Regions from separate parts of the Rattus norvegicus genome. Here region 1 is linked to region 2. Evidence: chromatin contacts called from public Hi-C data. All regions are on one chromosome and are shown on one strand. The core of a region is the stretch at or near the end of the contact, and the rest is flanking DNA. Distances in the headings are between cores, read along the strand shown. Region 1 holds the start of Mok (MOK protein kinase). Region 2 holds the start of 1700001K19Rikl (RIKEN cDNA 1700001K19 gene like).

Region 1 (7,166 bases), core at 4,004-6,503, 160 kb before region 2:
AATAACTTAGACGGGCGAGGTGTCGCTTGCCACCTATAAACTCCAGCATTTGGGAAGTCGAGGCAAGACTCCTGCTGTCACTGATGGCAGGTTCCCTATGCCCCTGTTTGTAATCTGTTTACACAGCCCGGGTATTAATGCAGCGAATCCTCTCCCACCACCACGTGGTGCACTCCAGAAGGCCGCAGCCAAGCGGACCTCAGCAGACGCTGGGAGTTCGAGCCCACTTCCCCAAGGGATGGCTCAGAACCCGCAGGGGAACCCGCTTAGTGCTCAAGCTCCCCCGGCTCCCAGACACCGAGACGCGGCCAGGCGCAGTGACTAAGAGAGAACGCTAGGGGACACCCGAGAGCCACGGAACTCAGAAGCCAGGAGGCTAAATAAATTTAGTTTTCTTAAGGGAGTGGATGACATGCAGCATTTTAAATGGACCACTTTCTGATTTTTCACTTGTTCGCTTTTTTGAGCTATGGTGTCATTTAACCCAGGCCATTCTCATAGCTGAGGATGGCATTGAACTGTTCCTCTTGTTTCCATCTCTCAGAGACTAAGAATATTGGCACTCACTGCCACCGCTGATTTTTAATGCCATGCTGGGAATCTAACCCTTCATACGAGCTAAACAAACTACGAAATTAGGGCACCCCCAGCCGATTTGTTTCTTTCCAGTAGAATTTTTTTGTGTCACCCTGTGTTTCATTGTTTAGCTTTTTATATGAGAGTTGTTGATCTGCCTGGATTATTGAATTCCTTTCTTTTTTTTTTTTTTCTGTTCTTTTTTTCGGAGCTGGGGACCGAACCCAGGGCCTTGCGCTTCCTAGGTAAGCGCTCTACCACTGAGCTAAATCCCCAGCCCCTCCTTTCTTTTTTTTAAAGATTTATTTATTATGTATAAGTAATTGTAGCTGTCTTCAGACACACCAGAAGAGGGCATCAGATCTCATTGCAGATGGTTGTAAGCTACCATGTGGTTTCTGGAATTTGAACTCAGGATCTCTGGAAGAGCAGTCAGTGCTCTTTACCACTCAGCCATCTCTCCAGCCAGAATTCCTTTCTTTTTCTTTTTCTTTTTTTTTAAAGGGGTGAAAGGTCAAGATTTTGCTGTCATCATAGCAAAAATGGCTTAGAACTGGATCACCTGGCCCTTTCTCTTCTTGCCACCTCCCAGTTCAAAATGCTTGCACCTCTCAATAGCCATCGTCCTCTTAGATCTGCAGTTAGGCTCAACGCACTCCAGTCTCAGCACAATCTTCTTAGACTTTTTAGATGTTTTGCGGAAAATGGGCTTCGTCTGCCTGCCATAGCCACTCTGTTTCCTGTCATAACACTGCTTTCCTTGGGCAGACAAAGAATCCTTGCCCTTCTTGTACTGCGTCCTTGTGGGGTTGGGGCTTCCCACATTTCTTGCAGAATGTCCGGCAGGTCTCAGGAACATTCGCCATGTTTTCAGAAACCCCGAATCCCTTTCTTCCCCCCCCCCTTTTTAAAGATTTATTTATTTTTTTTTCTTTTTTTCAGAGCTGGGGACCGAACCCAGGGCCTTGCGCTTGCTAAGCAAGCGCTCTACCACTGAGCTAAATCCCCAACCCCAAGATTTATTTATTTATTTTATATATATAAGTACACTGTAGCTGTTTTCAGAAACACCAGAAGAGGGATTACAGATAGTTGCGAGCCACCATGTGGTTGCTGGGATTTGAACTCAGGACCTCTGGGAGAGCAGTCAGTGCTCTTAACCACTGAGCCATCTAACCAGCCCTCGAATCCCTTTCTTAAATAGTCAAATGCAGAAGACCGGAGAGCAGTCGTGCTGTTCTTTGCTGCTCTTAGCTGCTCTTAGCTGGAGATGCCTTCTAGGGCTTCTTGCTACAACTTGGGTTGGCTGTTCTCCATGCGTGCTGCCCAACTCATGGCCCTAGCCTTTCCCATGCTGTTTCAGATCCCGTTCCTCCTCGTCTGTGCCGAATCTCTCTCCTCCCAGCCCCAGGGTGTTGTCTCCCCCACTTACCTTTCATTTGGATTCTGGACATCCAACATCCAATTGGGGACTCTTGGAAGGTGTCGAGTCCTCCTTGCGTGTGTGATCCCATTTTGCTTCTGCCCCCACCAGACCAACAACTGGAGACTTCTAGAAGAGAACTAGAAGCAATTAGAAGGGCACACTGCTGTCTTTTACGGCCAGTAAATTCAATGCGATACCAGAACCAAAACTTTGAGATATGACCAACTTTTCCCCTTAACACTTTAGAAACTTGTCACCATCTCTGCCTACGCTTTGTGGTGACTGGCTTGTTGGCTTGTTGCTGTGAGGCTTTTGCTGTTTAGAGCCTAAGTGCGTATGACTAGCAGGCACTGAGCAGGCGTCCATCAGATATTGGGAATCCTAAAGCGCTCCTTGAGCTTACCTGAGACTCTGGGTTTGAAAACATGCTGCGCGTTCTGGGAACATTCTAGTGAAGCTAGGGTGCGGGGGGTGGGGGAAGGGAAGGTCAGAGATTAAGATAAGCCACTGCTCTTGCAAAGGACAGGTCAATTCCCAGCAATCACCTGCAGCTCCGGATCCAGGGGCTCTGGTTCCTCTGGCCTCCTTAGGCTCCTCTACGCAATGTCTGGAGACAAAGGCACACACAAGCTAAAGATAAAACAAGTGTTTTTTTTGTTTTTTTTTAAATATTTTATTTATTTATTATATATTATGGTTACACTGTCGCTATCTTCAGACACACCAGAAGAGGGCATCAGACTCATTTCAGATGGTTGTGAGCCATCATGTGGTTGCTGGGATTTGAACTCAGGACCTTGGGAAGAGCAGTCGGTGCTCTTAACCACTGAGCCATCTCTCCAGCCCAAAACAAGTGTTTAAAACTCTTGGCTGTGGAGGTCATATGAAGAGATAAAGTATTTGGCTTATTGAAAAAGCAATAATCGGGGCTTGGGGATTTAGCTCAGTGGTAGAGCGCTTGCCTAGGAAGCGCAAGGCCCTGGGTTCGGTCCCCAGCTCCGAAAAAAAGAACCAAAAAAAAAAAAAAAAAAAGCAATAATCTGCTGACAGCTCCGACGGTCAATTGAGTACCACGATTCGATGACTGCCCAACCCTGTGCTTCTGTTGGTCTATCTCAAGGTTATCACACTGGGAGCTAGAGGATTTAAGAAAGACAGTTTACAGTAGAGACAGTGGCATTGTCTCCTGCTTCTGTATCAGAAGGTCTGGTGGAAAGAGTCACAGTACAGGAAAACTGAAGTGGCCAAGGATAAAAAAAGCATTTTCCAAAGTCTATGTAGCTGGAACTATGTAGACCAGGCTAGCCTTGAACTCCCAGAGACCTGCCTGCCTCCACCCCCGACCCCGACCCCAACCCCCAGTGTTGGGACTAACAGCACAAATGCCTGCTAACTCCCTTTCCTCTGTATCTTTTGCTCTTTCTGGAATTCTAGTCCTCAGGGTGGCCAGACAGCCTGAGTTGATCCTTTTGGCCTTCCACTCTCTTTGAGGCTCCACGCCTCTAAGCGCGTTCTCCCCTCTGTAGTGGCTCTGTAGTGATCAGACTCAGGGCTTTACGCACACAACGCAGAGTCCAATCGCTGAGTTCTAGCCTCGTCCATGCCTTTGTCCTTTTACCTTTTCACATTTTTAAATTTTGAGTTAAGGCCCTGGAAAACACAGACATGAGGAGGGCAGAACATTTCCCATATAGAAACTGAAGTCCTGCTTGTGGGTTCTGGGCTTTGGGTGAGATGGGGAAATGGTGAACAAGTAGGGAAATCAGAATTTTAAATGTTTCAGTGAGCAACACATGCATATCAAAACTGTTAGACGATTAAAAAAGACAAATAGACAACAGAAGGCCTTTTCAGATGTTGCTTCTGATTTGCTAAAACACATCAGCTGTTCCAGGTCAATTTGAAACACACCCCTCCATAAAATATGTACATGTTGAAACCCTTTTTGCCCAATTTCTTCTGGGTGTAGGGGAAGCATAGGAGGAGCTGGAAGCCATGGGCTGGTGTCTGAGTTCAGGGGCCCACCAGTAGGAGACCTTGGCAAAGCCCTTTGCTACCCTGGGACTCCAACAACAGGACATATGGCTTCTACTGCCCAAGACAGCAAAAATACCGCTCCCACTGCCTGTTTTAATTGGGTCAAAGGGTAACATTTGTCCTGAATCCTCAATACTTTTTTTTTATACAAATTCTTTTTTTAAAAAGATTTATTTATTATATGTATGTGAGTACACTGTCACTGTCTTCAGACACATGAGAAGAGGACATCAGATCTCATTATGGATGGTTGTGAGCCACCATGTGGGTGCTGGGAATTGAACTCAAGACCTCGGGAAGAGCAGTCAGTGCTCTTAACCACTGAGCCATCTCTCCAGCCCCCTCAATATTTTTTTAAAAAAGATTATATATATACAAGAACACTGTAGTTGTCTTCAGATACAGCAGAAGGGGGCATCAGATCTAATTATAGATGGTTGTGAGCCACTATATGGTTGCTGGGATTTAAACTCAGGTCCTCTGGAAGAGCAGTCAGTGCTCCTAACCACTGAGCCATCTCCCCAGTACCCTGAATCCTTAATACTTAAAATCAGGCTTACCCCTAGACAGATAGGAATGATACAGAGGTGACAGGTGCTAATATCCCTTGGTATTTGGACAAACATTTATTAAGCACTTGAGGTGTGACAGACCCTATCAGGCCTCAGGTAAATGCCCCCAGGAATTGGGTGGACACCAGGGACATCTTATTTAGTCTTCACTGCAACCCGTTCGGGTGAGAATTTTTCAACCTCACTTTACAGTAACGAGAATTTAGGGATCTTGTCTAGGCTGCTTTTCATATATCTCCAACGCCTGCAACACTGCTTGTAGCAAACTAAATGTTTGTTTAATTAAACAGTAAAACTTACAAATTACACAGCAGTCGCTATATATCAGGCTGCGTTGATGCTCTACTGTTGGCAAGAACAGGCTCCAACTAGCGTTACAGTCAGTTGAAGCTCAAAGAAATTGTTCTCGAATCAGGCTCAACATCGTTACATTCTCAGGAGAGCTGGGAAGATCCAGTTCCGCCAAGGTCGCCTACTCACTAAGGTAAGAAATTATACTTAAATTTAAAGTAGCGAGAGGTTACTTAGCGACCAAACCGAGGCGGCAGACCGCACTGCGCATGCGTGAACAGCGGAGCTTCTCTTCAGCCTCCCAACCCCACTTGGAGCATGCGTACACGCCTGTCTCAGGAAAACCCCTCCCTCCTAAGGGTCTGGCGGTTGCCAGGGCGACAGGAATACAATATGGCGGCTGGATCCTAACGCTCCCCAGCCAGGGACCACTGCGAAGGTCCTCGAGCCGGAAGCCACCTCTGGAAAGGAGAAGGCCTTTACCACAGTCTCCTCTTTTCTTTTCGGCCCGGGGCGACCAGGGGCTGACGGCGTCATCCGCGTTCAGGATGAAGAGTGAGTGGGGCCGGGAAAGGGCTGAGGGTTCCCGGGGCCTGTGGGTCGGCGCCGCCTGAGGCCGGCCGGGGTATCCCGGGACAAGGCAACCGGTTATGCTGGAGTTTGAGGAGTTGAGTGTCGTTTCATTCATTCACTCATTTGTTCGTTCGTTCATTTGTTCGTTGGATTGAAACCTAAAATTCTCAAACATTGGCTGTCGGCTCTGAGCGCTGCCCCTTAGGTACAGCAACTTAAACGCGTTCGAGAGGGAAGCTGGGCCATGTATCTTACTTTTTGAGTCAAGCAGTTGTGTTTTTGAAAGCAGCCTACCGGCGGAATTTAAAACAGTTGCTTAGAAGTTGGGAGATGAGGCAGTCTTTCTAGAAAACAGAAGGACTGAAAAAACGGACTTATTTCCGTGCCGGGTTTGTGGGTAACCTGGAATCCAAGTGCGACTACCAAACAAGTCGGATGTGTTGGGACAGCTGTTTGATTTTCCTACCTACACGGTTCTGATTGCCTTCTATAGTTGTAGGCAGAAGTGCAGTCTCTTGCCGTGAAGATTTTAGATTGTGTTCGCTGTAGCCATAATGTTAAATTTACACTACATTTTAATTGCTGTGCAGTAATTCCTATGTACCATAAATTACATAACATTTTTAAAATGAGTCATCTCATTCACCCTTTAGTCTTTTGATTTATTTTATGTATATGATTACACTGTCACTGTCTTTAGACACACCAGAAGAGGGCATCAGATCTCATTACTGATGGTTGTGAGCCACCATATGGTTGCTGGGATTTGACCCTCTGGAAGCAGTCGGTGCTCTCAGCCACTGAGCCATCTCTCTAGCCCCCAACCCTTTAGTCTTGTGTTATTGTGTCCCTCTCTTTAAGAAAGGTTAATGTGGCCTTGAGGGGAGTGACGGGCACATTCATTCCCAGCGCTCAGAGGCAGAGGTCCTGTCAGCAACCACATGGTGGCTCACAACCATCTGTAATGGGATCCGATGCCCTCTTCTGGTGTGTCTGAAGACAACTATAGTATGCTTATATATAATAAATAAGTAAATCTTTAAGAAAAGTTTAAAGCCAGATATATCATAAAATGCAAATTTATATGCTAATATTAATTAAAAATTTTTAATATATACCTATTATATGTGTGTGTGTGTGGTGTGTGTGTTTGCTTGCAGGTATGCTTGTGTAGCATGTGGATGCAGTACCTACATGTAGGATACATGTGGATACAGGGCCAGAACAGGGATCCTTTAGGACTGAAGTCACAGTCATTCGTGGACCACCATGGTCCGGGACCAAATCCTGTCCTCTGTAAGAGCAACAAGTGCTCTTAAACGTTGAGCCATCCCTCCAGCTGTCCTTAATTATTTTATTTTGGTTTTTCAAGACAGGGTTTCTCTGTGTAGCCCTGGCTGCCCTGGAACTAGCTCTGTAGTCCAGGCTGGCTTAGAACCCATAGATGTCTGTGTGCCTCTGCTTCTTGAGTGCTGGGATTAAAGGTGTGCACTGCCATTGCCTGGATAACATTTTTTTTTTTAAGTGAAACTCAAGTCAGTTACTCAAACAGCAGTTAGACCTTCTAATTCCTAGGATCTAATGCAAGCCAGTCTAAAAATATGCAGAGAAATGATGGTAGAAAAATAGTGAAAGTCTGTGTTTCCTGTAACCAATCCATTATATCCTGTAGGAACAGAAATTTTAGTAAG
Region 2 (7,402 bases), core at 3,709-6,208:
TGTGGATATGTGTCTTACTTGAAGGTTTGAGCGTGACAGAACACAATGGGAAGTTGAAAGACGTTAGAGCCTGAAGTGGGAGTTGCAGGTACCTGTGGGTTGCCTGATGTGGGTGCAGGGAAGCAAAGCCAAGTCTTCTGCAGTAGAGCCTCTGCTTTTTTCCCTTTAAGATATATTTTATTTATGAGCACACTGTCGCTGTCTTCAGACACACCAGAGGAGGGCATCAGGTCCCATTACAGATGGATGTGAGCCACCATGTGGTTGCTGGGAATTGAACTCAGGACCTCTGGAAGAGCAGTCAGTGCTCTTAACTGCTGAGCCATCTCTCCAACACCACGCACTTTCTGTCAATGATTCCAGATTAAAAATAAAAATCCCTGGGCTGGAGAGATGGCTCAGCTGTTAAAGGCTAGGCTCACAACCAAAAATAAAAATCCCCAGTCCGGCATGGCGGCACACTCTGGAGGTAGGAGTCGGTAGGAGTTTAAGGCCAGCCTGGTATGTAGAGTGAGCTCTAAGACAGACAGGGCTACATAGAGAAACCCTGTCTCAAAAAACAACAAAAAACCAAAATACTAAAATACTAACAAAAGTTGGTGTTAGCCAACTTTTGAATGGTTGAATGGTTGAAATGAACCCTGATCTCATTGACTACCTGAATACCGCTCCGTTTTTCCTCTGCTTGTAAACCCAAACCAACTGCTGCGACAAAAGCTTTCCTGGGGAGAGACCACACATCTGCTCACCCCAGATAGGGAGCCCATAACACACCAAAGTTCAGATGCCACCAAGGTCCAACTTGGTGAGCCGTGAGTTTTATTGGGGTTACTTCTAGGGGTATGGGTGGGAGGTTACTTAACAGGAGCAGAAATGACACAAAGACAGCTGTATCACCACAGCCCACCCCAGCATGGGTAACAGACAGCTCACAAACCTGGGAACCTGGAGCACAGTGCACAGCTTACAGGCAACTCAATGTGTTGGAGAGAGTGTCCTGTCCAGGGCCTCAGCTGGTCATCCAGGAAGCCTGGCTGTCTGGACTTACTGGTGGGCGGGGCCTAGTGAATCTGGTCAGTTTCAGGAACCACTATTTCGAGTTGTTTACCTCCTGTATAAAGAGCTTCCCTGCAGGATGGGATGTTCCAATCTTAGAGGAATTTTATACAACAGCTACAAATTCCTATGACTTCTGTTGTCTCCATCTCCTTCCCCTTCATGAGGGTCAGTAGACAGAACCAGTCAGTCTCCCAAGCCCCTTGTGGACCAGGAGAGAGCACAAGGGGTACATTTTATTCATTTTTTAAAAAGATATATTTTTATATGAGTACACTGTAGCTGTCTTCAGATACACCAGAAGAGGGCATCAGATCCCATTACAGAAGGTTGTGAGCCATCATGTGGTTGCTGGGAATTGAATTCAGGACCTCTAGAAGAGCAGTCGGTGCTCTTAACTGCTGAGCCAGCCCTCCAGCTCCCATTTTATTCATTTTTAAAAGACTTTAATTCTTAATTTTGTGTGTGTGTGTGTGTGTGTGTGTGTGTGTGTGTGTGTGTGTGTGTGTGCAAAGACAGCTTTCAGGGGTCTGTTCTCCAGAGATCAGACAGGTCCAGGTGGTCAGACTCGGCAGCAAGGGCCTTTACCTGTTGAGCCATCCATCTCACCAGCCCCAGGAAGTGGATTTTCAAGTGAAGTCTGATGGCTGGGCTCAGTGGGGATGTGACATTAATCCCAGCATTCAGTCAGGCAGATCTCTGGGAGTTCAAGACCAGCCTGATCAACATAATGAGTTCCGGGCCTATCCTCTGAGTTACAGGCAGGACTACATGTGAGAGCCTGTCTCAAATACTAAAGAAATCACCAAACAAAATAAAACCATCGGGCTGGAGAGATGGCTCAGTGGTTAAGAGCACTGACTGCTCTTCCAGAGGTCATGAGTTCAGTTCCCAGCAACCACATGGTGGCTCACAACCATCTATAATGAGATCTGGTGCCCTCTTCTGGCCTGCACGTGTACATGCATGTGCAACGCTGTATACATAATAAATAAATCTTAAAAAAAAATAAAAATAAAAAAAATAAAACCATCTAGGTCTTACAAGACAGTATACTCTGTGACCCTTCACCTTGGACAGAAGTTTGGCATAGCTGAGAAGTTACGCTTCCCCTGAGTTAGAACTGGCTTGAACTGGAGACATTTTGCCTGCTTACCCTTAGAAGAAATGTATATAAATGTCCTGTATGGGTGGCATGGAAAATTCAAGAAAGCCTAACTGGGGTTGGGGATTTAGCTCAGTGGGGTTCGGTCCGCAGCTCCGGGGGTGGGGAGAGGAAAAAAAAAGAAAGCCTAACTGTCCTGGAACTAGACAAGCCCGGTAATTCTAGTTGATAGCAATTAAACATGCTGAGCAACACGGGAGAAGACTAAGGGACGCACGGATAGTTGGTTTTCACTGTTCTACAGAAACCCTCGGGAGACTGAGGCAAGGGTATCTTGAGTATTGAAGCCAGCCTAGGATACAGAGTGAGACCCCGCCTCAAAGCCAAACGGAATAGAGTAAAGCACCTGCCCCAAAGCGTAGGCATTGTAACTCGGCAGAGCGCTAACCCGGTGTGCACTAAGCCCTGTCGTGTGTCCACAGCTCTGTCAGAACACTGTCCAAGAAGGGAGTCACGGGATGGCAATTCTGAGAGCGTGCGAGAAAACAAGAGTCTTGCCATCTCAGTTTTCTTCAAAACCACAGCATGGGCTGTGGGATGCACTAGCTGCCCTAGGGGGAGCAGAGGAGTGAGTTTACTTCAGAGGATTCGCTCCAGCTGACCATGCTATTTGTTGGTAGCCTCCCTGGAAAACCTTTTGGCCACGTGGGGCTTATCCTTGTGATTCTATACAACTTGAACTTGTGAGAGCGACACTCAGGCGACCACTCGACACTCAGAGTATAAACCCGCCTGACGCTCTGAATGAAGCTGGCTATTGCATGAGATTTAGTCTGCCTCATTTTTAGGCTCCACTCTCCCAGGTCCCCACAGTCAACCAGAGCAGTAAACAGCACCTTGTAAGATGGCTGATCATACATGCCTGTAATCCCAGCACTCAGGAGTAAGTGGAGACAGGAGGATTGTCTTGGGCTACACGGTGAATTCAAGGCTGACCTGGGCCACATGAGACTGGAGACCCTGTTTTAGAAAAATAAATTATTGGGCAGTAAAGTGATGGCTCAGTGGTTAAGAGCATTGGCTGCTCTTTCAGAGGGCCTGGGTTCAATTCCCAGCACCCACTTGGTGCTTCACAACTGTAACTCCAGTCCTAGGGCATCTGATTTCCTCTTCTGGCCTCCACAGGCACCAGGCATATACAAGTGGTGAGATCACCCATACACATAAAATCCAAATGGATATTAAAAATACCAAAGAATTGGTCAGGGAGACCCTGAAAGCTTTCAAATACACACAGTACTGCCATTGCTCTGGTTCCCCAGTGCTAGCTAGTAAGACTATTGCAGAAGGCAGCATTGAGCTTGCAGGACAGAGATCAAGCTGACACCAAGCTGGAAACTTGTGCTAAAAAGGACTTGTGTAGGCTATGGGGGAGGAGGTGGAAGAAAAGCCATTGGTGGCTTAGCCAGCACAGTAAGCCAGCATGGTGGCTGGATCCTTGTGTGCTCCAATACCAACTTCCGGCATCAAGTGCCCTCTGGTGCAACAGTTTCGTGAAGGTTCCAGGGGCAACCAATCACCCTCTGGTTGGATCTGAGGTGTTCTCCACAGGAGAAAAGTCATCCCTGGTACTGTGAACCTGTCAAAATCCTGTGGCTCAGGAGGTCCTAGGCCCCAGGGAGAGCCTACTACCGTTCTGCTAAATGGACTTGTCTGACTTTATGCTTCTATCACAGGTTAGTGCCGCTTTCAGCCTTAGCCAGACTCTTGGTGCTGTGGCCAGCAAATACAGGCTGGCAACTGTCAAAGCGCCAAGGATAGGTGACTGTTGAGGTCTCAGCCCTAGGTAGGACGTCTGTGTCAGCTGCCAAGGTCAAGAAATATGGAAGAGGGGCCAAAGAGAACAGAAGAGTTGGGGAGTAGGGAAGAGGCCTAGGAAATACTGTCCCCATGTTATTTTCTGGTTTATTGCCATGCCATCCCTCAGTTGCCCTGGGAACTTTGAACTCCTGGGGCACTTAAGCTATGGATGAGAAAGGACATCCCTTGGTTGTGCCTGTGCCTTTGAAAGTGGTTCCCAGGGGCTGGAGAGAAGGCTCAGTGGTTAAGAGCACTGACTGCCCAGAGGTCCTGAGTTCAAATCCCAGCAACCACATGGTGGCTCACAACCATCTGTAATGGGATCTGATGCCCTCTTCTGGTGTGTCTGAAGATAATGACAGTGTATTCATATACATAAAATAAAAAGAAAATAACATGCAAACAACTTCTGCACAGACAGCAGAGGGGCTTGGCTCCTTTAACCCCAGTGTCCCACAGAAGGAAGAGTGACTGTGAGGGGAGGTGGAGGTCGGGTGGCAGGGTGTGACAAAACCATAGTATGCCACCAGAGGGGAGGCCCAGTTCTGTGGCCAGAATGAGAATTGGGAAGCTGCTCTAGAGCACAGGACAGTCCCCAAAGTCTTGGTGGCCTCTTTGGTCTTAAGTGCACCCCAGTAGAGTGTGCCCAAGGAAGGGAAGCTTTGAGGAGGTCTGTGGCCTAAGGATCAGGCCTATGTGCACAGGGTAGGTAGGACTATGCATGCCCTGTGGAGCAGGCAGGTGCAGAACTAGGGGCAACAAGAACTGAGGGAGGGGAGCTGGGAGCTATGATTTACGGCCTAGGGTCCTGAGTGGACATGTGTAGCTCTCCCCAGACACTGCCCCAGAAACATGCACACTGTGTTGCCATGGAGATACCTGTGACGTCATGCAGGCCTAAAGCACAGGATATCTGCCTCCTCCCTTCTTGACTCCCTGGGGTGATTCCCTGGGAACCAAAATGAACATCCCATCCAGGATGTAAGTCTAGACAGTCCTTGCCCTCCACACCAGATGCTTGAAGCTAACAAGCTGCTTTAAATAACTGTCAGCCCCAAGACCGCTCTGGCTGCCCGCCAGGTTCAAAGAGCCCTAACTCAGTGGCCCCTGCCTAGCAACTGTTAGGAACTAACCACCTAAATTCCGGCCGACTTCTTGGAGTTAAGTGTGGTCCAGTTTGGATCTCTGAACAGATGTGGCTGCAGGTGTTCTGACAGGTATGTGGTCCTTCACTGAAGCCACTCTCCCCGCAGGCACTTGTAAAGGACAGGGTAGGATGGGTGTGTGTGGAAGGAAGGTCCCGGATGATGTGTATAGGAGAGGCTATGTCCCGGGTTTCAGCACCAATGTTGTCTTTATAAAAAGATAGAGAGGTAGGATATGTTCTTTGGAGGTCCGAGAAAAGGGGGTGCCTTAGTGGGCCCATGCTGAGACAACCCTTCCCCCTGAGGAACCAGCCACACGACGGTACAGTATAGATTCGTTTATTCAGGGGATGGGGAGGGGAGTTAAGAGGGTGGTAGGGGCAGAGAGAGAAGTAGAGAAATAAGAGTAGAGAAGGAGAGGAATAGAGGCCGGCCATGAGCACGTGGAGAGAAGGGTGGAGGGGACTGGGGAGAGAGGGGGCAAAGGGGAAGAGAAGAGCAAGAGGGAGCAAGAGAGTGAGGAGAGGGCAAGCAGCCCCTGTTATACCGTCAGGCATACCTGGCTATTGCCAGGTAACTGTGGGGGCGGAGCATACCGACTGTTGCCAGGTAACTGGGGGCGGAGCTTAGACAGACAGCTAACACTGGATAAGAGGAGGCTCCACCCAGATTAAACATGGGGGCACTATCCTTTGAAAATGAAGATGTGACCCCTCAGGGTAGGTGTCCCTGTCCTCCTGCCTTTTCCAGGCCTTGACTACTTCAGGGAACCTTGCTGTGAGGTGGGTTGATGACGGAGGGGTCCCTTCGTTGCTCTGGGCATGAAGAGTGGGGTTTGGGAAGGGCCCGGCGATGAGTAGGGTTGAGTGGCTTTCAGAGAGCATGGACACCCCTCTCCTCCCCCCTGAACGCATAGGAGAATTCTGGGGCATCTTGGAATTAATGCGACGGATTAGCATCTACATGCAAAGCCATGGCGGGCTGGGGGTGGGGCGTCTAAAAATACTATTTTTACTTGAAGTTTCCTCGAGACAAAACTGACTTGGAATCAGAACTAAAACCCCAGTTGCAGCCTCACTGTGGACAGGCCTGTCTGAGAGGCTCTGCTAAAACCCAGGTTCCTCAGGAGAGGCCGACTTCCATGCCCTATGGGGAGGAGACTTTCAGGGGTGTTTGTCTCTTTAGAGGTTGGTCAACTTGTCTCGGACTTGGACTGATAGTTTGCCACCCCCCCTTACCTTTCCCCGTTGCTCTGAACCCTGTGTTGCAGACTCAACCCCGAGTCATGCGGGTGCTAGGTGACCATGCTACCACTGTTACACCCCTGGTTTTGACTTTTTTTTTTTTCTTCTTCTTCTTTTTCTTTTTTTCGGAGCTGGGGACCGAACCCAGGGCCTTGCGCTTGGGAGGCAAGCGCTCTACCACTGAGCTAAATCCCCAACCCCTGACATTTTGTTTTTAAAGATGTATTTATTTTTATTTATATGAGTACACTGTAGCTGTTTTCATGCACACCAGAAGAGGGCATCGGATCCCATTACAGATGGTTGTGAGCCACCATGTGGTTGCTGGGAATTGAACTCAGGACCTCTGGAAGAGCAGTCAGTGCTCTTAACTGCTGAGCCATCTCTCCAGCCCCAGAAGCACATTTATTGATTGTTATATAAACTTTTTGGGGGGAGGGGGTGTAAAACAAGCTCCTCGTACTAAAGCTCACACCTGATCTCTAGGTTTCCTGACCGAAAGCATCTCGCCCGCCACTTTACCCTCACTGTGCAGTTTGCAGGACCCAAAAGTAAGACGATCCCGGTACAGCCAGACCGGCTTGTGACCAGAGGCCCTACAGGAAACAACTCTATAGATAACAACACAACCGCTGTTTTCTACAATGATTTCTTCAAGGTCAACACACTTCTAGAAAACAACTGTGCATTCTAGATTCAATGAAAAAACAACTCTCTCATTCTGATGCTTGCCCTAGATGTAAGCATTCTTACTAGAATTCCACTAGGAAAACGGCTCAGCCAGCCTAGGCACTGCCAAAGCCTGCCCAGTGAAAGGAGAACCGGTTCTCGGAGGTTGGTCCTCCGACCCTCAGAAGGTCAGGGTGTAGGCATCATTTCAAAAACCAAAACAGACATAAGAGATATTTGATCAAAATAGTACCTAGTAGAGAACAGAGTGTCAATCTTAGAAAAATTAATGATTTATGCACTAAATATGGAGCCTGGGGTCC

Evidence for each region. Hi-C and Micro-C count contacts between places; a contact is called where the count stands out from the background.
Region 1: a contact with region 2 is called in a Hi-C map of the A7r5 cell line, with 5 times the contacts expected there. The contact joins the promoter of Mok here to the promoter of 1700001K19Rikl in region 2. A contact is called at or near these places in 4 of 12 Hi-C or Micro-C datasets (the A7r5 cell line, Schwann cells, liver and 1 more) and 1 of 1 datasets of contacts at active chromatin or transcription factors (oligodendrocytes).

The regions. Positions count from the first base shown.
Region 1 is chr6:135,673,981-135,681,146 of GRCr8, reverse strand. It overlaps Mok (MOK protein kinase), which reads left to right and starts at 5,253. Exons shown (of 12, transcript NM_001395110.1): 1 at 5,253-5,457. The coding sequence starts at 5,451. LOC108351302 (a long non-coding RNA gene) reads right to left here and starts at 5,273. Exons shown (of 3, transcript XR_001838583.3): 1 at 4,912-5,273; 2 at 2,009-2,128.
Region 2 is chr6:135,512,369-135,519,770 of GRCr8, reverse strand. It overlaps 1700001K19Rikl (RIKEN cDNA 1700001K19 gene like), which reads left to right and starts at 4,958. Exons shown (of 6, transcript NM_001134526.1): 1 at 4,958-5,002.